7 separate regions of the Mus musculus genome follow, and all the other regions are linked to region 2. The links are chromatin contacts, called in public Hi-C, HiChIP or PLAC-seq and promoter capture Hi-C maps. All regions are on one chromosome and are shown on one strand. The core of a region is the stretch at or near the end of the contact, and the rest is flanking DNA. Distances in the headings are between cores, read along the strand shown. Region 1 holds the start of Nfs1 (nitrogen fixation gene 1 (S. cerevisiae)). Region 2 holds the start of Trpc4ap (transient receptor potential cation channel, subfamily C, member 4 associated protein). Region 3 holds the start of Cpne1 (copine I). Region 4 holds the start of Spag4 (sperm associated antigen 4). Region 5 holds the start of Phf20 (PHD finger protein 20). Region 6 holds the start of 6430550D23Rik (RIKEN cDNA 6430550D23 gene). Region 7 holds the start of Pigu (phosphatidylinositol glycan anchor biosynthesis, class U).

Region 1 (2,700 bases), core at 130-2,629, 450 kb after region 2:
TGCCACCAATGCCTGGCACATTTAACAAACAAACAAACAAACAAACAAAAGTTTGAGGGGGCTGGAGAGATGGCTCAGCAGTTAAAGAGCACTGACTGCTCTCCCAGAGGTCCCGAGTTCAATTCCCAGCAACCACATGGTGGCTCACAACCATCTGTAATGGAATCTGATGCCCTCTTCTGGAGTGTCTGAGCATAGCTACAGTGTCCTTGTGTATATATAAAATTAAAAACAAAACAAAATAACAACATAGGTTTGAAACTCCCTATGTGGCTTAGGCTGGTCTTAAGCTCACTCAAACTACCCATGCCACACTGTCCAGCTCCAACACCCGAGCAATTACTATTAGTTATAATGCCTGTACTGGAAGGATCTGACAGGGTCAGTAGCTAAAAAACAGTAAAGCCTTTTCTACTAAACTAACATCTTAGCCTCCTGATTCCTGGCAGCTCCTTTTCCTAGCACATTTAATAGTTCTCAAGTCGGATGAATTTTAGCCTGTCGGTGAAATTTGTCCTTCTAACCTTTCCTCCCTACAAAGAACCTCTGTTAGTCCTTACCAGAGGAGTGGTGGCCTGTACGTCCATGTAGAGAGGTCGCAGCACTGCCTCTGCCTCTGAGTGAACAGGCGAATGGGGGCCATGATCTACAACTAACAACAGATAGCAGTGGCAAAGTGAGAAACCGTGGACGAAGGGCACACAAAACAACAGATGGTCAAAGCTTCTTTGAGGTGAATTTAAGGAAGGCGGAGGTCCAGTGTCAAAGTAAACAAACAACAACACGCGCTGAAAGACATCGAGTTAAGTAATAGACACAGGGTTCTTGGAAAGGGCGCGGGCAGCAGCAGTCGGGGGCAATGTTTAAACTACATAGCACCGAGTGGGACGAGCTGTAAAAAGCAAAGCCATTTAGAAGAAAAGTGAAAAGCGCAGGTTCCTTCAAAGGTTCACGGCAGGAGGAAGCTCATCTAGCATCTTTAAGACTTGGTCAGGAGAGAACTGAAGGATGAGAATTCCGCTCAAGGGAAGTGCGGAGCAGTATGTAAGGGCCCTCCCGAAAACAAATAGGAGACCGGGCGACGGGAAGGTTTAAGAGACTGGGCGATGGAACAAGGCGGGTAGGATCCGCAATAATGCAGTGCTTAGCAGCACCGACCCAAGGGGGTTCGCTCCTCCAGAAACCGTGGGAACGAAAAGGAAAGGGAACGTACCGCGCAGGCGCAGTCCCCGGGTGGGCACCGAGGACCTTCCCAGGGCCAAGGAGGTAGCCGCCAACGACGCCCGCCTCCAAGCGGCTCGCAGCAGCATGTTCCCAGCCACAGAGCCCACCATCCGCGGCGCTTGCAAGTCCTCAGCCCATGCTCCCGGAAGTAACTGCGCTGTGCTCCGGAAGCGATCCCACGGACCGCGAGCGCCCTCCGCCTAGCATTCGGAGTGAGACGTCGAGCTGAGCGATCGCAGCGGAGAACGAGGTGAGGTGGGGCCCGACAGTGGCCTGCGTCGCGCGTGCGGGGTCCTCCATCGCGAGGGTGGTGGAGGCGTGCCGCGGGCTGGCTTCTGACCCGGGTGCTATGTGACCCTGCTGTGCGTCCCCTGGCCGACGCCACGGCTGGTGACCAGGCCCTCACTGTCCTAGCACTCTCGCCGCAGATGCCGGTGGCCGTGGGTCCCTACGGGCAGTCCCAGCCCAGCTGCTTCGACCGCGTGAAGATGGGCTTCGTCATGGGTTGCGCAGTGGGTATGGCGGCCGGGGCGCTGTTCGGCACCTTCTCCTGTCTCAGGTGAGCCTCGCGGACAGAACTTCCTGCCTTCCGAGGGCTCCAGAGCCCACTCAGACGAGGTTGAAAGCACAGGATTTACGGATCTGAGTTCTAAAGTCAAAATGGCTTTCTGACTCCTTTGTTAGTTCAGTGTTATTGAGTTTAGTGGAGTACTGGACACTTACCTCCACTTTTGTAAGAGCCAATCATATTAGTATGATTTACATTATCTGGCACGTCGTAATTACTTAGCGAAGGGTTATTATTGTTGCATGGCGTTTTAACTCCCAACTGCATGTAATGAAGCAAGCCTGATGAGAATTAGGTGTAGTGAAATATTCTACCTCTGAGATAAACTGCTATCACATTTGGATACTGTGCTTATAAATTACTATTTACCCAGCACTAGTTTAATTGTAGTGCTAAGTACTGTAGTTAACCACCGAGCATTAGCTGTGAGCACCTTAAATCCACCAGCACTCTGGACGGAGTGGCAGATTCCTGAGTTCGATACTAGCCTGGTATATAAATGTGAGTTCCAGACAGCCAGGGCTGTTACACAGAGAAACCGTCTCAAAATAAATAATAATAATAATAAATAATAAATTAAAAAGTGTAGTTACCGAGTCTGTAATGTCCATTTTACACTTTATGCAGTTTATAAATTGCAGCGCTTGACTCAATCTAGGTTAAACAAAACAAAACACTAAGGAATTATCTAGAAGAAAACTGGCTACTCAATGATAAAATACCATAGAGGCACAAACACGACTGCTTTCTTGCCCATGTACTTCATTATCTCTGCATCTACAAACTAATGCAGCATTCAGCACAGGTCCTAGAGACCCTAGATAGATATTTTCCTTGTCATTGCTAATCCTATGTGGGGAAGAGTAGCATTTTAAGAATGACAAATGAGATTGTCAAGCTGTTAGTGC
Region 2 (2,745 bases), core at 109-2,608:
CACTCACCTAATTCCTGCCCGTCCCTCTCCCATCAACACTGTTTGGTTCCTTATGTAGTCCTCAAAACTATATACAAAGCTATCTTGAAATTAAGCTAATGTTTTCAAAGTAAGTTCTGGGATCACCTGGGAGAAAGAAGAAAAAGTGAGAGGAGTCACCTATCCTCATCTATTTATTCTAAGGTTGTGCCCTATACACCCCCCTCCCCCGCAACACACAGACACACACCCTACACCACCACATGTATAGGACATCAATCATTACACTTAATAAGCTAGACACTAAACAGAACAATAACTGATTACCCTTCAGCCCTTATATGCACCTGAAATACACTAACACTTGACACATCTATCTCCTCTGAATTTGACAATAGCCTTAAAGGGTGAATTAAATGAGTAAACAACGGCCCTGAAAGGTAACTTGCCCGAGGGAGAAAGAGAATAGGGCTTTGAACTAAAGTTCTTCCCCCAAAGCATGTATCCCTACGCTAGTAAAAGAGTCTTCTGCACCCGTTGGAGCTCAGCCTAATGTGAGATACAGGCGTGAAAGGGCAGACAACAAAGAAATATGCAATTACAGGCAAAGAAAATAGAGCATCAGAAAACGAATTGGGTGATCTGATAGAATAACAACCGGGGGGCCTACTTTAGAAAAGGAGGAGGAACGTTGAGGCCTCTGGGAAGATGACATTTATCATAAGCTTGGGAACCGTTTGGGGGCGGGGGGGCGCTGCAGTGAAGAGGACCCCGTCCTGCTCACAAGGGGCAAACACGAGACCAGTAGAAGATGAAGCCAACTCGCCAAGGTCCTCCAGACACGCAGACGTGGCGCAGGGAAATGAGGATCTAGAAACTCGGCCCAGGGCTTAGACGCGCCATCAATACCCCAGGCAGCTCGACTCCACTCGGCCCAGACCCGCAGGCCTCCAAGCTGGCCACTGCCCTCCGTCCCAACGCGGCTGACAGCGTCCGGACCGCACACAGGACAGCGCCGCGGCCAGCCAAGGGGGATCTGGACGGTCCGCAGCGGCCTGGAAAGGCCTCTTCCCCGGCCCCTGGCCAGCTCCAGCCTGGCCCGCCCCGCCCCGCCCCTCCGGGCCGGCCTCGTACCTGCACCGCCCGGACCAGGCCTCGGCCGGTGAGCTGGCCCTGCCGCAGCTGCAGCAGGATGTTACCCGGCCGCGGTCGACCTCCCCAGCCGCCCCACGCCGCCGCGGTAGCTGCCAACCGCCTCCCCCGGCTGGCCCCAGCTCCAGCCGCTGCGGGCGCTGCCGCCATGTCTCCTCGTCCGACAAACAGGAAGCAAGCGGTCCCGGAGCCGTGTCGATTTCTACGGGGCGGCGGAGGACTCTCTACATCGCCCCTAGTGGACTGACGCGGAGGTGCAAGCCGCGTGGCAGGGACTGTGCGTGCCCCGACGCCTTATGGGAACTGTAGTCTTTACCGAGGGGGAGCAGGTAGCTGAGATGTGGCTCTTCCTGGCCCTCCAGTTTGCTGAGTGGGATACCTCCAGCATTTCTTCGAGGTTGCTCCAAGTGGAAAACCAGTCACTATGTGCACAAGCTCTCAAAATTTTCGCTAGCTGGAAATGATGCAAGCCCAGTGTCCAGGGAAAAATTCTAGGCCCTAGGCCAGAGTTGACACTTGACACGTGTCCCCTTCCTTTTACAATTGACTTTAGCCAAGTCACTACACATTACCCCTAGCCCTCAGTCCATTCAATATTTAGGTCCTGGGAGCCAGACTAGTCAACTAATATTTTTATTACAATTAACAAATATGTGCTTTATGTAAATGAGACGTAAAGGACCATCAATGCTATTGCTTATTCGAAGAAAATGGCGAAAAATATTTCATTTACAGATAGATGTCAAAAAATAGTTCCTAAAGGCACCAGCTGTACTCCTCATACTGAATATATAGGTGAGGTGGAGGGCGAGGTGATAAGCAGAACAGCAGAGGGCCCTGTTAGGGGACGAGGGTTTCAGGGGACCACAGCTAATCCACACAAACAAATGTAGTTATTTATTTGGCAAACTGTATCCCCTATCAAATAGAATATTGCCCTCATTTTCCCCGCAAGTAGAACTGAATTCACTGGCTCCGACAAACCTCGGAAGCAGGGTGGTGCTGACTCTCCCCACTTTCTCTTCTAGGAGGCTATCTTGTAACAAAAATAAGTTGAGTGTGCCAAATTAGGATGCCATGAAGTTTGCTACTTGTAACTAAGGTGGCTATAATTTGTTGCCCAAACCAAAAGTCCTTAAAAAGTGAAATGATGTAATAAGTAACTTGCAGTGGAACAACAGCAGGCATTTGAGATCGCTGCCAAGGCAAACTAGACTGTGACTGACATCTGCATGCTACTTGCAAGGTGTGGCTCCCACTCGCTCCAGCAGATCACTGCCTGGTGACCTGGTTTAAGACAAAGAAAATAGGATAAGGAGAGATGAGTCAGTGGGTAGAAGCACTGGCTGCCAAAACTGACGACCTAAGTTGTTGGGTCCAATGAACCCATGTTGGTGAAAGGAGAAAATAATTCCTCCAAACTGCCCTCTAATCAATCTCTCTCTCCCTCTCCCTCTCCCTCTCCCTCTCCCTCTCCCTCTCCCTCTCCCTCTCCCTCTCCCTCTCCCTCTCCCTCTCCCTCTCCCTCTCTCTCTCTCTCACACACACACACTTTAAATGTAATTTTTTTTGTTGTTTTGGGGTTTTTTTGTTTTTGTTTTTCAAGACAGGGTT
Region 3 (2,700 bases), core at 162-2,661, 420 kb after region 2:
GTTAACAAGGTCCCGGACAATTTTTGTTTCTAAGACTGAAGTTCACCAAAAATTACAGCTCAAACTATCCAAAAAGCCCTGAAAGAAATAGTCTCTCCCTTGAGTTGCCATCCATCCTAGTTTTTTCCCACCAAGTCATATAATAAGATTCGCATCAACTTAAATCTTAACGTACACAATAAAATGGTTTCTGCCAACTGCACACACTCAGTCATCTCGGAATCTAGGAGCCAAGAAGGCTTTAGGACCCAGAATACTTCTGCAACACAGCCTGTAATTCGCAACTTTATCTACCAGAATGAATGGATCTTTAGCACTTGAATAAACCACAGGGGACTCCTTAGAACTTCCAATAAAACACACACTTAGGTTACTAACTCGCTTACTAACACGGGCACTCCAACCTGCTACGTTAGTCCATACCCCAATACTAACCTGTAGATCTTTAAAATGCCTTTCCTTCTATTTTACGCGGCTGCAAAGTGGCGCCGCCAACCTTCAGACAGTAAGTAAGCTATCTAAGACACCCACCCTCCTTCCTCCAACTCCCAAAGGTGCTGCAGATAGCAGCCCCTCCCCTAGTTGGGAATCAAGGACCAGCCATCCTAGCTACAATTCTTCAAGCCTCTCCGACCTACAGGGCGGCTCCAATCACCTACACTTAGGAAGCCCCTCCTCAGCGCTAGACCTAGGAAGCTATACACTGCAATCCCTGCACCTCCAGGCCCTAAAAGCGACCGGTTCCCAGCCTCCCAGGACACCTTTCCTCCCCATAGGAATGTCCCTAGTGTAGTCCACTTTTGCAGGTCATAGGCCACTAGGACCTCTTCACTTCGGGGCAGAGGTGAGAGTTAAAACCTCGTTCCCGCTTAAAGCCAACGAAGCCTTCCCCACTAAGCGTGCAGGCGTTTTCATCGCAATCCCCCCCCCCCCGACCCGGTAGTTCGCAGGCCGCGAGGCCACCCGATGCTGGCCGCTTCCCCTCTCAGGACCACCGGGCATCCCCGCTAAGGCCCTGCTCCCACTTCGGCACGCAGACTCCACCTTTCGCATCCTCGGAGGCCCCGGAGCGTGAGCGGCGCCCCAGGACCCCCGCAGCCCCGCCGCGACCCTTTGTGTTGGGCGCTCGCGGCCGCGGGCTCCGAGGCCTGGGAAGGCCCCGCCCCGAGGCACCAAGGAGGCGGCTCGAGCCCCGCACAGCCCCGCCCGTTCCGGGGCTGCGGGAGTCTTACCGGGGAGAGCTTGCGCGGCACCAGAACCCAGACCCGAGTTACCCCCCGCGCGAGTGCCTCAGCCCTGCGGCCGACAGCCCCAGCCCGAACGGCTTTCCCGGAGCCCACTGCAGCCAACACCTCCACAGCCGCTTCACAAAATGGCCGCCCGCCCGCTCCGGCGCTCCGCGTTCCCGGAGTAGGCGGGGCGCCGCTGCCGACGTCACCTGATGGGAGACGCAGGCGCGCTGAGGATTTGGGGTGGGGGCAAAAGCTCGGAAGTTGCAGGTATTTGTGGTGAACCCGGTATTTTAGTAGCTGTTTGCAAAGTCAGACCTGAAGCTATTGTCCAAGGTTCCTTGCAGAGCTTTTAAAGTACAGGCTCCTTTGGCTCTTGGAGACCCCCGTGAAGGGAGAAAAACAATGCCTTCACTGCAGAACTGTCTTGAGGATTAAACGCACCAAGAAGCAAAAGCTTGAACCTTTTTTTGACTATTGAAAAAAAAAAAAATGGGAGGCAGAGGCAGGCGAATTCTGAGTTCGAGGCCAGCCTGGGCTACAGAGTGAGTTCCAGGACAGCCAGGACTATACAGAGAAACCCTGTCTCGAAAAACCAAAAAAGAAAGAAAGAAAGAAAGAAAGAAAGAAAGAAAGAAAGAAAGAAAGAAAGAAAGAAAGAAAGAAAGAAAGAAAGAAAGAAAGAAAGAAAGAAAGAAAGAAAGAAAGAAAGAAAGAAAGAAAGAAAGAAAGAAAGAAAGAGAAAGAAAGAGAGAGAAAGAAAAGAAAGAAAGAAAGAAAGAAAAAGGAAGGAAGGAAGGAAGAGAAAGAAAGAAAGAAAGAAAGAAAGAAAGAAAGAAAGAAAGAAAGAAAGAAAGAAAGAAAGAAAGAAAGAAAGAAAGAAAGAAAGAAAGAAAGAAAGAGAAAATAATCCTGCTTGGCAGTGGTGGCACAAGCCTCTAATCCCCGCACTTGGGAGGCAGAGGCAGGCAGATTTCTGAGTTTGAGACCAGCCAGCACTACACAGAGAAACCCTGTCTTAAACACACACAGAAAGAAAGAAAGAAAGAAAGAAAGAAAGAAAGAAAGAAAGAAAGAAAGAGAGAGAGAGAGAGAGAGAGAGAGAGAGAGAGAGAGAGAGAGAGAGAGAGAGAGAGAGAGAGAGAGAGAGAGAAAGGAAGAAAGGAAGGAAGGAAGGAAGGAAGGAAGGAAGGAAGGAAGGAAGGAAGAGAAAATATTCTTCTGCCATGGGGCTGGAGAGATGTCTCAAAGGTTAAAAGCTCATACTGCTCTTCCTGGCATCTTAAATTCTATGAGCTACATGGAGTGGCTCACAACCTCCTGTAACTCCAGCCTCAAATCTGACTCCCTCCTCTGGCCTCTGTAGGCAGCGACACTAATATGTACAAACTCTCACACAGAGACATTAATAAAAATAAATATAAAAAGAGTAAAATATCTTTCAATATTTCCTATAATCCCCAGTATTTGA
Region 4 (2,857 bases), core at 252-2,751, 370 kb after region 2:
TTAAAGCTTATTCTCTCTCTGTCTGTCTCTGTCTCTGTCTCTTTCTCTCTCTGTCTCTCTGTCTCTCTGTCCCTCTGTCTCTCTCTCAGCTGGGAGTTGTGGTACATGCCTTTACCTCAGAGCTTGGGAGGTGGGGGAGGCAGGCAGATCTGAGCTCCAGACTGGCTTTGGCTGCATAGTGAGACTCTGTTTTAAAAGTGAATAGGAGGGGCCATAATAAATGTTTTAGTGTGTTGGATGATGCTCTGTTCCTTCCTAATATTTACTGCTTCCCTAAATACTAGGGCACTTACCAGGCTAGACCCGTCTAGGTACTGCAGGATACAGAAGTGAACAAAATCTAGGTGCCATTGTAGCTGGTCATGATGGACATGATGACATGCCCATAGTCTCAGGCTTGGGAGACTGTACCGGGAGTATGGTCCTGACTCGGGACCATCCTGGGTTATATATCCAGTACCAGGCTAGCAAAAGAATCAAAGCAAAACCTCTTGTCTAAATTACATAGGAGATTGGGGCAATGTCATAATCAATAAAATGTGCGGAAGCCCGGGGACCCATGTGCAGATACCCAGCACTGTAGGTAAAAAGCGACAGACCAGAGCTCAGGGGACTGTGATCCCGACTCTGAAGAGAGAGAAACAGCAGAATCCCTAGGACCCGTTGGTTAGCTCTCTAGTCAAACTTGTAAGAGACCGTGACTCAGAACAGAGAGGAGGAGTTGAGATGGCCCAGTGGATAAACCTCACGCTTGCTGCCTAAGCATGAGGACTTGCTTGTAAACCCCGAATCCACATAAACAGAGGGTGCTGTGGTACTTGCCTGTCACTGAAGCTCTGTGGGAGTAGGGACAAGTGGAACCATGGAGTCGTCCCAGCCCTCGTTCAATGGTTCTCAAACTGTGGGTCGGGACCTCCTTTGCAAACCTCTATCTCCAAAAGTTTATTCATAACAGTAGCAAAATTACAGGTTTTCTTTTAAAGACTTATTTATTTTATGTATATGAGTACACAGTTGCTGTCTTCAGACACACCAGAAAAGGGCATCGGATCCCATTACAGATGGTTGTGAGCCACCATGTGGTTGCTGGGAATTGAACTCAGGACCACTGGAAGAGCAGTGAGTGCTCTTAACCGCTGAGCCACCTTTCCAGTCCAACAAAAATATAGTTATGAAATAACAATGAGAATAATTTTATGGTTGGAGGTCACCCAACATGAGGAACTGTATTTAAAGGTCGCAGCATTAGGAAGATTGAGAACCGCTGGGGCCTAGTTGAAAAAACAAAACAAAAAAGTGAGCCCCAGGTTCAGAAAGAGAGAATCTATCTCGAAAGCTAAGGTGGGGAGCAGGAGAAGACAGCAGCAGAGATCAACTTCTGGATGGACACACACACACACACACACACACCCAAACCATGAACAAAAATGTATCAGGAAAGGGGGATGGGCTGCTGGCTCCCAGTGACGTCACGGGCGCTCTGTGACGCGGCTCCTCTGTGACGGTGACAACAGCACAGCAGCGGGAGGGTCGGCCGAGCCGCCGCGGGGCTCACGCAGGGTGCTACCCTGCGGCGCGAGGCAGCTGAGGAAGGGCCGAGGGCTTTGGCTGCGGCGACTTCGGCTTCCCAGAGGGGTAGCCCAGGTCAGGATGCGGCGGAGCCCCCGCTCAGGCTCGGCCGCATCCTCTCATAATCACACACCCAACTTCTACAGCGAGAACAGCAATAGTTCCCACAGCGCGACTTCGGGGGACAGCAATGGGCGCCGGTCCGCTGGGCCGGAGCTCGGGGAGCCCGAGGGCAGAAGGGCCCGGGGCTCGAGCTGTGGTGAGCCCGCCTTAAGCCCAGGAATGCCCGGAGGAGACACATGGGCAGGAAGCTCTCGGCCGAAGCTGGCGCCTCGGAGCCACAATGGGCAGACCGCCTGTGGCGCGGCAACCGTGAGGGGCGGGGCCTCGGGTGCGGGCGGGGTCGAACCCGGGGGCGAGAGGGCGGGGCGGGCTCGGGGGCGGGGCCCGGCGCGGACCTGGGTGCAGAAGCCCCGACCTGGCTCACGAGGGGACGTGCTCGACACGTGTCCCTCGGGGGCGAGCTCGGTGCCATGGCCGGTCCCGGGAGGGGGCGGAGGAAATCCTGTGCCTGGGCATGGCTGAGGAGGTGCCGCAGGGCCGGCGTGAGTGTGACCCTAGTCCGGCCGCACGGGGACTCAGACTGGGGGGCGGTTTCCACTGATTGAGACTCTCCAGCTCCGGGTCTGGGCGTGTGCAGGGAGTGTGACCTGGGGCAAAGGCCTGGACTAAAAGCCTGTTTGAGAGGCTGCCCAGCTGTTTGGCACTAGGGTCAGGAGCCTGCGCCCGGGCCCCGAGGGGAAGAGCGGGCCTGTGGTGCACAAAACCTCAATGGTGCCCTGGGCTCTTGCAGAACCGTCTGGATCTTCTGTAGTTTTGGAGGAACAACTCAACCTTCTCCCGATCCTGGATCTGAGGCAGGAGATGCCTACCCCGAGGGTGTCCAAGAGCTTCCTGAGTACGAGCCAGGCCAGCCCCATCCCCTCTGACCTTGGCACTCAGAACCCCATTTCTGCTGAGTCTGAGTCAGAGAAACCAGCCCAGATGCCCTTTGACCTCTGCTCTCGGACCCCCGCCCCTGTTCCCAGTTCTCCTCCTCGAGCCTGTGCCCTAGTGTCCAGCCTCAGCTCATTTCCCCAAACGACCCTTGCCTCCTGAGCCCCAGACTCTTGTCCTCCGCACCACCCCAGTCCCCACCCCGGCTTCTCTTGAGCCCTTCTGAACCTGCACTACCTCACCTTCATGGATCACCCTCTCTGAGCTGCTTCTCCGGTCTCCGTCCCTAGGC
Region 5 (2,794 bases), core at 196-2,695, 500 kb after region 2:
CCTGGAACTCACTTTGTAGACCAGGCTGGCCTCAAACTCAGAAATCCACCTGCCTCCTGAGTGCTGGGATTAAAGTCTTGTGCCACCACGCCTGGCCTTTTTTTTTTTTTGGTTTTAAGGCATTTATTGTAGAAAGGCAGAGAGAGGAAGAGAGTAGGGAAGGCTGAGAGTAAGAGCAAGAGAATAAGAGGTAAGAGAGTGTTCTCTTTGAGAGAGGCTTTCTCTTCATAACCCTAGCTGTCCTAGAATTTTCTATGTATGGGATTAAAGGAGCCACCACACCTGGGCTCTACTAATAAAATTTTTATTTTATCTTATTTTTATTTTTTATTTTTGGTTTCTTTGTATACTCCTGGCTGTCCTGGAACTCACTCTGTAGACCAGGCTGGCCTCCCAAGTACTGGGATTAAAGGTGTACGCTGCCACCACCGCCCGGCTTTTTTTTTTGGGGGGGGGGGGCAAATGTTTTGCTTGGAGAGCTATGCTTTTGTGTGAAGAATGACTTTTTTTTTTTTTTGAGACAGGGTTTCTCTGTATAGCTCTGGCTGTGGTGGAACTCACTCTGTAGAACAGGCTGGCACTACACGAAAACAGTGAACAATGACTTTAATCTCAGTATGTCAGGGGCAGAAATGTGGATCACTGTGAGTTCAAGACAAACCTGTCTATACACTGATTTCCAGTCTAGCCAAGGCTACACATATTGAAACTGTTTCAGAAACAAACAAACAAACAAACAAAAACAGCATCAAGTGTGGTTAGATGAGCAAAGGCTTAGATTGACAAGTAGTGTAGGGACATGATGCGATTAGACATAATTTAAGAAGTGCAAGTTTGGTTGCTCCCAGTGTCAAATCAAAGCATGATCGCCTCAGTAAATAGCAATTTTACCACTTCTCGTTAGCACTTGCTAAGTCCCACTGGAGAAACCTCTTTTTTGTTGTGGCGGCATCTTGGACCTTGCTCCCTAGAGACAAAATTCGGCTTTTTCTTTTCAGTTCCCGTTGGAATCCTTTTCTAAGGATGAGAGAGAGCAAAGGCAGAGGTGAGAAGGTTCAGATGAGGACTTGATAGGGGCAGAGCACAGAGGGCGGACTGGTGACAATCGATCTTGAAGATTTAGCTCTTCTTCTGGAGAAGGAACAAGTCGTTCTGATAAGCTCTTGCGTGTGAAGAGCGGATTGGAAGAGGGAAAGTAGTGAGCTGTAAAGACTACGATCTCCGTGGAGCGTGGTGACAGACGGGGTAGAGGGAGGTGGGCGACTTTCCACCATTTAGAAGGAGAACTAAGAGGGTACATAGGCAGCACCCAGGCCAATGCTTCTGGTGACCTCAGCCGTCACGGGTGAGTGCGGACTCGGCGTTCCCGCTTCAGGGAGGTGGGCGTGGCTTGCTCGCGCTGTCGTCCTGGCGACCGGGAGGGGCGGGGCCCGGGGCGGGGCTGTAGGGAGGCTGCGTCACTCGGCGGTGGAGATGGTGCGTGTGTGTGGGGGGCGGGGGATACGCTGGGCGCGTCCCCGGGGTCACGTGGTGCGCAGCGCGCACAGTCCTTCTGTCGGTTGGTCTGGAGCGGCGCAGCAGGAGCGGGGCCGTGAGGTGAGCTCGTGGCGAGGCGCGGCGACGCGAAGCCAGCTGGTTGGGGCCGTGTTGGGGGCAGGCCCCGTGCCGCGCGCGCGCTGTGCGGGCGGGACCGGGGACGGACGCCCCGGCCACTGCGGGACCCTGGCTCACTCCTGTTCCCCGACTGGCCCCCGGATCACCCAGCCCCGGAGGGAGGCCCGGGGACCGCTGCTGAGAGCGTGGCGGGCGTGCGAGCGTCGCCCAATCACTGCGGCTACCCGCGGGAATGACGGCCGCTCAGGCCAATCAGCGGGGCCCGAGGGGGCTGGGCCGCGAGGTGCGGGCCCGGGGCGCGGAACGGGGCAGTGGGGGTGGGGATGGGTGCTGAGGCTGCACCCCCTGCTTAGTCCGCGAGATAGGGGGAGGCCTAAGCTGCTGCCTCTGCCGCGGGGACGGGTTTTCGTGAAGTGCCTTTCTTATCCTGATCTGGGAAGCACACCCTTTCCTCACGACCCTGTATATGGGAGTGTCCCCTTTCTCTGTAGTTTGGAAAATCTGGGCGTCCCTCCACTCTTAAAATCTCTAATCTTGGGATTTTTCTCTCGATTTCTAACCGTCCCTGAAAACGGATTGAAATCATACTCTCTTTTCTTTGCTCCCCCATACTGAGGGAACACTCCTATATTCAAACCTAATTAACAGTTTTCCCTTTTCAATTTGGGGTCCAGTCCGTTAGTAGGTTCCTCAGAAATCAGGTCACTAACCAAAGTTATCTAATACTTTATTATTATTATTATATCCCACAACTCCAGGGAGGACGACCTCTGTCCAGGCCTCAGCTCTGGTATGTTTTCAGAAGTTAGTGAATGTGGGGGTCAGTTCTTTTTTTCTTAGTCCTTTAGTGTGGAATGCGCACCCCTTTCAGGCTCTTCTCCAAATCCTGATGCTTCTGGCACATAGTTTGCAGTTTCATCTGTAAGGGGCTTCACTAACGTGTCCTTAAGTATGTCTTGGGGCTGCACTCTTTGATGAGTTCTCCAAGCTACCTTGTTTCTCCGGGGGGGGGGGGGAGGGGATTTGTTTTCCTATCTGAGAGTATCTTTGCTTTCAGTGTCCCTTTAAGGTTTGAGATGCGCCTCTTTTAGCAGGAAACAGACCACCTTTGGGGCGCAGCAAGTACTTCTGGCACACTTTTCTCCTGAATCCTTTCATTCCTAAATGTGGTGCACCCCCC
Region 6 (2,700 bases), core at 158-2,657, 310 kb after region 2:
GACTTCCCAGCATTCCTCCCACCTCCCCAGGGAAAACTCCCTGTCCCCCCACTCTGAGAATGTCTAACACATCTCCATTACCGTGTCACTTGGGGCACCAGATCAGCAAGCTGCAATAACCAGTACTGCCCCCAGAAACCCTGGTGACTGGCATTCCTGGGACAGATGAAGGGTCCTGCTGTTTGGCTCCTCATCTCTGCCTCGGAGCTGTGGTTGGAGGCCTGATTCGTCCTTGGAACAAAGGCAGAAACTGACTGAATCTGGGACAAGACCAACCTGGACCCTACTACCTTCCCAGTACCCACCTGAAAGCCATGTAGAATAATTGGTTGATATTGCTGAAGCCAGAATTCCCCAGCATGGCACAGGACACACAGTGGAAATCAAAATGGTGCAGGAGGGAATTGGGAGTCACTCCAGATGGCTTCTTCCACACTGTCCCATGCTCGCTCACTGAGTTCATGCCCTGGTAACAGCACAAAGACAAGGTGGGGATTCTGGCACCAACCATCAGTTCTGGGGAGCAGGAGGAGAGACCATGGGCCGAGGTTGGGGAGGGGAAAGGTAAGCAGTAGCCAAGAGAAAGGGTTTGGACCAGAGGATGGGGGACTGGGCCTGGGGAGTGAAGCCAATAGCACAGGTCTGGGTGCTAACAACTGACCAGCCACCAGAGAGCTTTTGTCCTCCAGTATCCCATGAACTTCTCATAACATGCTTCCCCAGCTGTGTGGTGGCAGGTGGAACAGTTGGGGCTTTTTGAAGGGCAGCCACGCTTTCCAAATTTGAAGCAGAACCAGTTACATTGCTGTGGTACCATGTATGTCCATCCCTGCTGGGGTGCCAATTCATGTGTCAGGTACAGGCAGGGAGCAATCATCCACAAGACAAGCCCCCAGAAGACCCAGCAGTGCTCCATGTCTGCCCAGGCAGTGGCTCATGTGGCAGGGAACAGACTGGCTTCTTCACCTGAAAGGACATGGGGGCTGAGGCCACGGACAGCACGAGACAGCATGAGCATCCCCTCATGCTGGCCTCCACAGCTCCCCAGCCTTCCCTTCAGCTCCAATGTACCCCTCCTGTCCATTTTCTCACCCCCAGGGAGGATTCTGACTGGGCCTAGTGAAGATGCTAGCACAGAGTGTCCTGAGTGCTCCCTGCAGAAAGACTGGCTGTCAGCGCCACTCATTATATCAGAGTCCACACTGTGACCACTGTCCTGTACCCTACAGGGGACAGTCATCAGGCTCTTTAGTACTGAAAGTGAGAGCCCAGGGCCACAGTGTCCTCATCTCTCTTCAATTAGGTATCTGAGATTGCTGACCTGAACCTGTGTAGTTTCCCCCAGAAGCCAAGCATTCCAAGATGGTTCTGCCTGCCAGCGACCCCACCATCCCCCGCTGCCATGGTTTCACTGTGATCCTCCAGAATTCTTACTCTCTCCCCTAAATTCTTTTAAATCAACACAGAGTATTGGATATTGTCATGACCCTTTCTCTTATTTATTTTTTTCTAGATTTATGTTATGACAGCTCTCTACAGCCCCTAATATATATTTATATAACAGACTATGATAAAGGAAGCAACTGGAAAGAGCTTTCTAAATTGTGTCAGATTTACTTAGTGTATCTGTGCATGTGTGTGTGGGCATTCAGGCCATGGTTCATGTATGTGGTAGTCATAGAACCACCATGTGGGTTCTAGGAATTGTCCAGCTTAGTCACCAAGTTACCTCAATAGCCCTCAAGAATGTTTTCATTTACTCAAAATAGCCAGATAAAAACAAAAGCAAGATCCTTAACAACTCTCCCTGCAAAACCACTAGGCTAAACTTCTTTTCCATTAGAATGGTTATTTTTTACATGAGTAATTAAACAAGACCCAGATCTGATATATATATATACATAAATTCATATAAAAACAAAAACAGATGGGCAGTGGTGGCACATGCCTTTAATTACAGCACTTGGAAGGCAGAGGCAGGGAGATCCCATAAGTTCAAGGCCAGCCTGGTCTACAGAACAAGTTCCAGGACAACCAGGGCTATACAGAGAAATCCTGTCTTGGTCAAAACAAAACAAAACAGTGTACTTCATCTTGAGATAAGAATGATAAGTCCATCTCTATTTGTTAAAAACCAATTTCCAGCCTGATATGGTGGTGTAGCCTTTACCCTCAGCACTTAGGAGGCAGCAGCAGGTAGATCCCTGTGAGTTTGAGACCAGCCTGGTCTACATATGGAGTTCTAGGCCAGCCAGGGCTACTCCCAGTTCCCAGAAATGATAATTAACTTAAAAGCAGTTAGAAGGGTCAGTGAGATGATTTGCTGGCGAAAGCCCTTGCCACCCCAGCTGATGACCTGAGTTTGATCCTGCAGCTTGAAGAGGTTTGTCTTGACCCGGAAGGTCTGCAGCTTGTTTACAGCCGTCCCCATGAAGTTGCTGAGAGCTGGGGGTGTCATTCTGGTGCTATGGTGTGCATCAGCTACCAGGCTCCCTATACAGAGCTCCCACACAAGCTGGTAAGTATGGTCTGCCTGTATGTATACATGTGCACCGTGTGCATGCAGTACCCATAAAGGCCAGAAGAGGGCTCAGATTTTGCAGAACTGGAGTTTCTGATGGTTGGGGGCCACCTGATGGGTTCTGGGGAATGATCCTCTGAAAGGACAGCCATACGCTTAACTTTTGAGTCATCTCTCAA
Region 7 (2,790 bases), core at 291-2,790, 330 kb before region 2:
TTCAAAATCAAATAATAAGCAAAGTGTAAGGCTACACAAAGCAGACTTCTAGGATGCTGATGTGTTTGAGCTAGGTGCTGGCTATCCATGTGTATGTATGTGTGTATATATGTATGTGTGCATATATGTATGTGTGTATATATGTATGTGTGTATATATGTATGTATGTATGTATGTATATATGTATGTAGGTTCTGTTTTGTTTAAAGACTTAAACTTGATCTAGACAGATGGTTCAGGGGATAAGAGCACTCAATGTGCAAACATGAAGATCTGAATCTAAATTCCCAGCACCCCTGTCAAAAGACCCAAAATAACCATTGCCTGAGATGCCTGTAACTCCAGCATTGGGAGGATTGTAGGAGTGGAGACCGGCAGAAACCCCCGGGGGTGGGGGCATACAGCCCAATTGAAATAGCTTCAAGTTCAAGTAGACCCCATCTTAGGAAATAAAGGGTAGAGTAATACAGAAAGACACCAGACATCCTCCTTTGGCTTCTGAACACACACCACAAGCACACACAACCCCCGCCCATACACACACAAGTAATAATGACAATAAATAAATAAATAAATAAATAAATAAATCAAACTGTAGCCCCAACCTAACCCACATCTTTTTCTGCTCTGAATATTTCACAACCTCGGGTATTTCTTGATCCTTTGCAACCTTAAAGTCCTCTTTTTTCTAATCTTTTCCCAAACCTGGTCCTTCATTCATTCATTCCGGAAAAGGGAAGGCAGTTTACTCAGGGTCAGACACTAAGGAAGTGACTATAGAAACTTGTTCGTCTCCTCTACTGTCCTGTGGCTCCTTCAGCTCAATCTCTGTCTTCTTGGAGGCGATAGTATGCAATAGGGTTTAATACACACACACACACACACACACACACACATACATACATATATTTAAAAAGCAAACTAAGAAAAACTTCACGAGGAATCCTAGATTGGGCATAGGTGACTGAAGTACACAGCTGCCTTTCTTACAAAGGCACTGGTTACCTTGGTCCTGGTCACCGGCTCGGCTATCTGCTACTCGGTGGAACACCCCCAGCAATCTCACTGTCAAAAGCTAACACTTCACAAGTCCCAATGCACACATCACCCTCGGATATCCATCCTTCCGCGGATCCCGCCGCCTGACTCGGGATACTGGGACACGCCCCCTCGGATACCCATCCCTAGGGTAGTGGGGCTCACACTCCACATCTCCTCCACACCCCATCCTCCACACCAAAGCTCCGCCCTCAGCTCGAAAAGAACCCCCAGACGCGGGTCAGTCTCCACAGAACCGTGCGCTTGTGTCCACCTCCTCCACCTCCAATTCAATTCACAGGCTGGCAGAGCGCCGACCGCCCTACTCTAGTCAGTGGCCTCACCTCTCTTCCAAGAGCTCAGTGGGGACACCACCTCCACCCTCTCGGAAATGAACTCGGCCAAACTGGAGCGAAACAAGGCCGCCCTCACGGTCACGGCCACCACAAGCACCAGGGCCAAGGGAGCCGCCATGATAACTGAGGCGGGCGCGCAGGCAATGCGGAAGAGCCTCAAGACTTGCGCGCCACACTGTAGTACCTCCGTGGAACGAGTGCCGTGGCTGTTGCTGGAGCACACAGACTTTAGGACTACCATTCCCAGAAAGCCCTGCGGCGAGTCGACGGAAAGTGGGATGTGTCAAACTTTTTGCAAAGGTTTGGACTACGCCTCTGATCAAGCAAGAGAAGTGAAGAAATATTGTACCTATTTTACTGAGATCGTGAGCAAAATTTAAAGAAATAATTTCACTCGTGTGAATATTTTAATGTTAAAATGTTTACCTTTATATTTTTAAAAAGTGCGACACTCGTATTTACTGAGCGCCAACCATCCTCAAGGCACTATATTGTGTGGCGAGGAAACACTTTGGAGTGGTTAATTATTAGCTTTGCGACCTTCAGCAAGTTATTTAACCGAGGGAGTCAGAGCAGGAACTCAAGGCAGGAGCTTGAGGCTAAAACCGCGGAAGAACCCTGCTTTTATAGACTTTCTCTTCTGCTCATGCTCAAACAGCTTTCATGCACAACACCAGCACACCTGCCCAGGGATGCTTCCTCCTCCGACAATGAACTGGGCCCTCTCACATCAATCAATTTTTCAAAATCAAGACAATTTCTCACAGACCAATCTGATGGAAGGCAATTTTTCAACTGAGGTTTCCTCTTCCAAAATGACCTTAGATTGTGTGAAGTTGAGAATAATAACCAGGACATGTACTGCAGCAAATTCTGTGTAGGATGCAGTTTTGCTTTTCTCAGTTCAGGTTGGTAGCTTGAAATCCCTCCAGGTGGGAGTGTGTACAGCTCAGAGATAAGCAAACATAACAAGTCAGGGGTTTGGAGAGCCCGTTGATAAGCGCCAACAGAGCCCGTTGATAAGCGCCAACAGTCGTTATGTATGAAAAGTGCTACATGGGTGCTTTAAAATTAGCTATAATAATTAATTATGCAAGAAATTTTTATATCCATGAAGAAAATGGAACAGTGCATCGATTGTATGACCATGGTTAACAAAAAGTATTGAATACTTCAAAATAGGGAGTAGAGGTTTTTGATTTTTCCTAGCACAGTAATGTTTGAAGTCATATGTCAGTTACCCTATGATTACTTGTATACTGTATTGGGTTATCATACTGTACCCCAGTTAAAAAGGAAAAACTATATTTTTAGAAAAATAAAATAAAATAAAATAAAATGCATAATTGAGAATATCCATGGGGAAGGGAGGAATGCTGGTGACAGAACAGGGTGA

The links. Promoter capture Hi-C pulls out the DNA fragments that hold promoters and counts their contacts. Hi-C and Micro-C count contacts between places; a contact is called where the count stands out from the background. HiChIP or PLAC-seq counts read pairs in DNA pulled down with a chosen protein or histone mark.
Region 1: an HNF4G HiChIP or PLAC-seq map of pancreatic cancer cells shows a contact between it and region 2. The contact joins the promoter of Nfs1 here to the promoter of Trpc4ap in region 2. A contact is called at or near these places in 1 of 39 promoter capture datasets (pre-B cells), 1 of 484 Hi-C or Micro-C datasets (pro-B cells) and 1 of 115 datasets of contacts at active chromatin or transcription factors (pancreatic cancer cells).
Region 3: a contact with region 2 is called in a Hi-C map of LSK cells, with 6 times the contacts expected there. The contact joins the promoter of Cpne1 here to the promoter of Trpc4ap in region 2. A contact is called at or near these places in 2 of 39 promoter capture datasets (both in liver), 1 of 484 Hi-C or Micro-C datasets (LSK cells), 2 of 115 datasets of contacts at active chromatin or transcription factors (memory CD8 T cells and microglia) and 1 of 9 other capture datasets (pancreatic islet).
Region 4: a promoter capture Hi-C map of liver shows a contact between it and region 2, with 2.9 times the contacts expected there. The contact joins the promoter of Spag4 here to the promoter of Trpc4ap in region 2. A contact is called at or near these places in 2 of 39 promoter capture datasets (both in liver), 1 of 484 Hi-C or Micro-C datasets (embryonic stem cells), 2 of 115 datasets of contacts at active chromatin or transcription factors (memory CD8 T cells and pancreatic cancer cells) and 1 of 9 other capture datasets (adipose tissue).
Region 5: a contact with region 2 is called in a promoter capture Hi-C map of cranial neural crest. The contact joins the promoter of Phf20 here to the promoter of Trpc4ap in region 2. A contact is called at or near these places in 4 of 39 promoter capture datasets (the 3T3-L1 cell line, 3T3-L1-derived adipocytes, cranial neural crest and 1 more) and 3 of 115 datasets of contacts at active chromatin or transcription factors (memory CD8 T cells, microglia and pancreatic cancer cells).
Region 6: a contact with region 2 is called in a promoter capture Hi-C map of fetal liver, with 2.4 times the contacts expected there. The contact joins the promoter of 6430550D23Rik here to the promoter of Trpc4ap in region 2. A contact is called at or near these places in 3 of 39 promoter capture datasets (embryonic stem cells, fetal liver and stem cell-derived epiblast-like cells) and 1 of 9 other capture datasets (pancreatic islet).
Region 7: a contact with region 2 is called in an H3K27ac HiChIP or PLAC-seq map of microglia, with 4 times the contacts expected there. The contact joins the promoter of Pigu here to the promoter of Trpc4ap in region 2. A contact is called at or near these places in 1 of 484 Hi-C or Micro-C datasets (LSK cells) and 5 of 115 datasets of contacts at active chromatin or transcription factors (bone marrow-derived macrophages, effector CD8 T cells, embryonic stem cells and 2 more).

What each region holds. Positions count from the first base shown.
Region 1 is chr2:156,142,807-156,145,506 of GRCm38.p6, forward strand. Nfs1 (nitrogen fixation gene 1 (S. cerevisiae)) reads right to left here and starts at 1,380. Exons shown (of 13, transcript NM_010911.2): 1 at 1,214-1,380; 2 at 561-652. The coding sequence starts at 1,334. It overlaps Romo1 (reactive oxygen species modulator 1), which reads left to right and starts at 1,347. Exons shown (of 3, transcript NM_001164216.1): 1 at 1,347-1,474; 2 at 1,653-1,783. The coding sequence starts at 1,653.
Region 2 is chr2:155,691,026-155,693,770 of GRCm38.p6, forward strand. Trpc4ap (transient receptor potential cation channel, subfamily C, member 4 associated protein) reads right to left here and starts at 1,359. Exons shown (of 19, transcript NM_001163452.1): 1 at 1,114-1,359. The coding sequence starts at 1,281.
Region 3 is chr2:156,110,554-156,113,253 of GRCm38.p6, forward strand. It overlaps Cpne1 (copine I), which reads right to left and starts at 1,412. Exons shown (of 16, transcript NM_170590.3): 1 at 1,233-1,412. Rbm12 (RNA binding motif protein 12) reads right to left here and starts at 1,412. Exons shown (of 3, transcript NM_029397.3): 1 at 1,233-1,412.
Region 4 is chr2:156,063,712-156,066,568 of GRCm38.p6, forward strand. Spag4 (sperm associated antigen 4) reads left to right here and starts at 1,502. Exons shown (of 12, transcript NM_139151.4): 1 at 1,502-1,960; 2 at 2,423-2,527; 3 at 2,856-2,857. The coding sequence starts at 1,651. It overlaps Gm39970 (a long non-coding RNA gene), which reads right to left and starts at 903. Exons shown (of 3, transcript XR_866890.1): 1 at 294-903.
Region 5 is chr2:156,195,202-156,197,995 of GRCm38.p6, forward strand. Phf20 (PHD finger protein 20) reads left to right here and starts at 1,446. Exons shown (of 18, transcript NM_172674.2): 1 at 1,446-1,596.
Region 6 is chr2:156,003,020-156,005,719 of GRCm38.p6, forward strand. It overlaps 6430550D23Rik (RIKEN cDNA 6430550D23 gene), which reads right to left and starts at 1,408. Exons shown (of 6, transcript NM_001145351.1): 1 at 1,322-1,408; 2 at 662-966; 3 at 306-466; 4 at 82-231. The coding sequence starts at 916.
Region 7 is chr2:155,355,884-155,358,673 of GRCm38.p6, forward strand. It overlaps Pigu (phosphatidylinositol glycan anchor biosynthesis, class U), which reads right to left and starts at 1,541. Exons shown (of 12, transcript NM_001004721.1): 1 at 1,383-1,541. The coding sequence starts at 1,512. Mir695 (microRNA 695) reads left to right here and starts at 934; the gene lies at 934-1,042.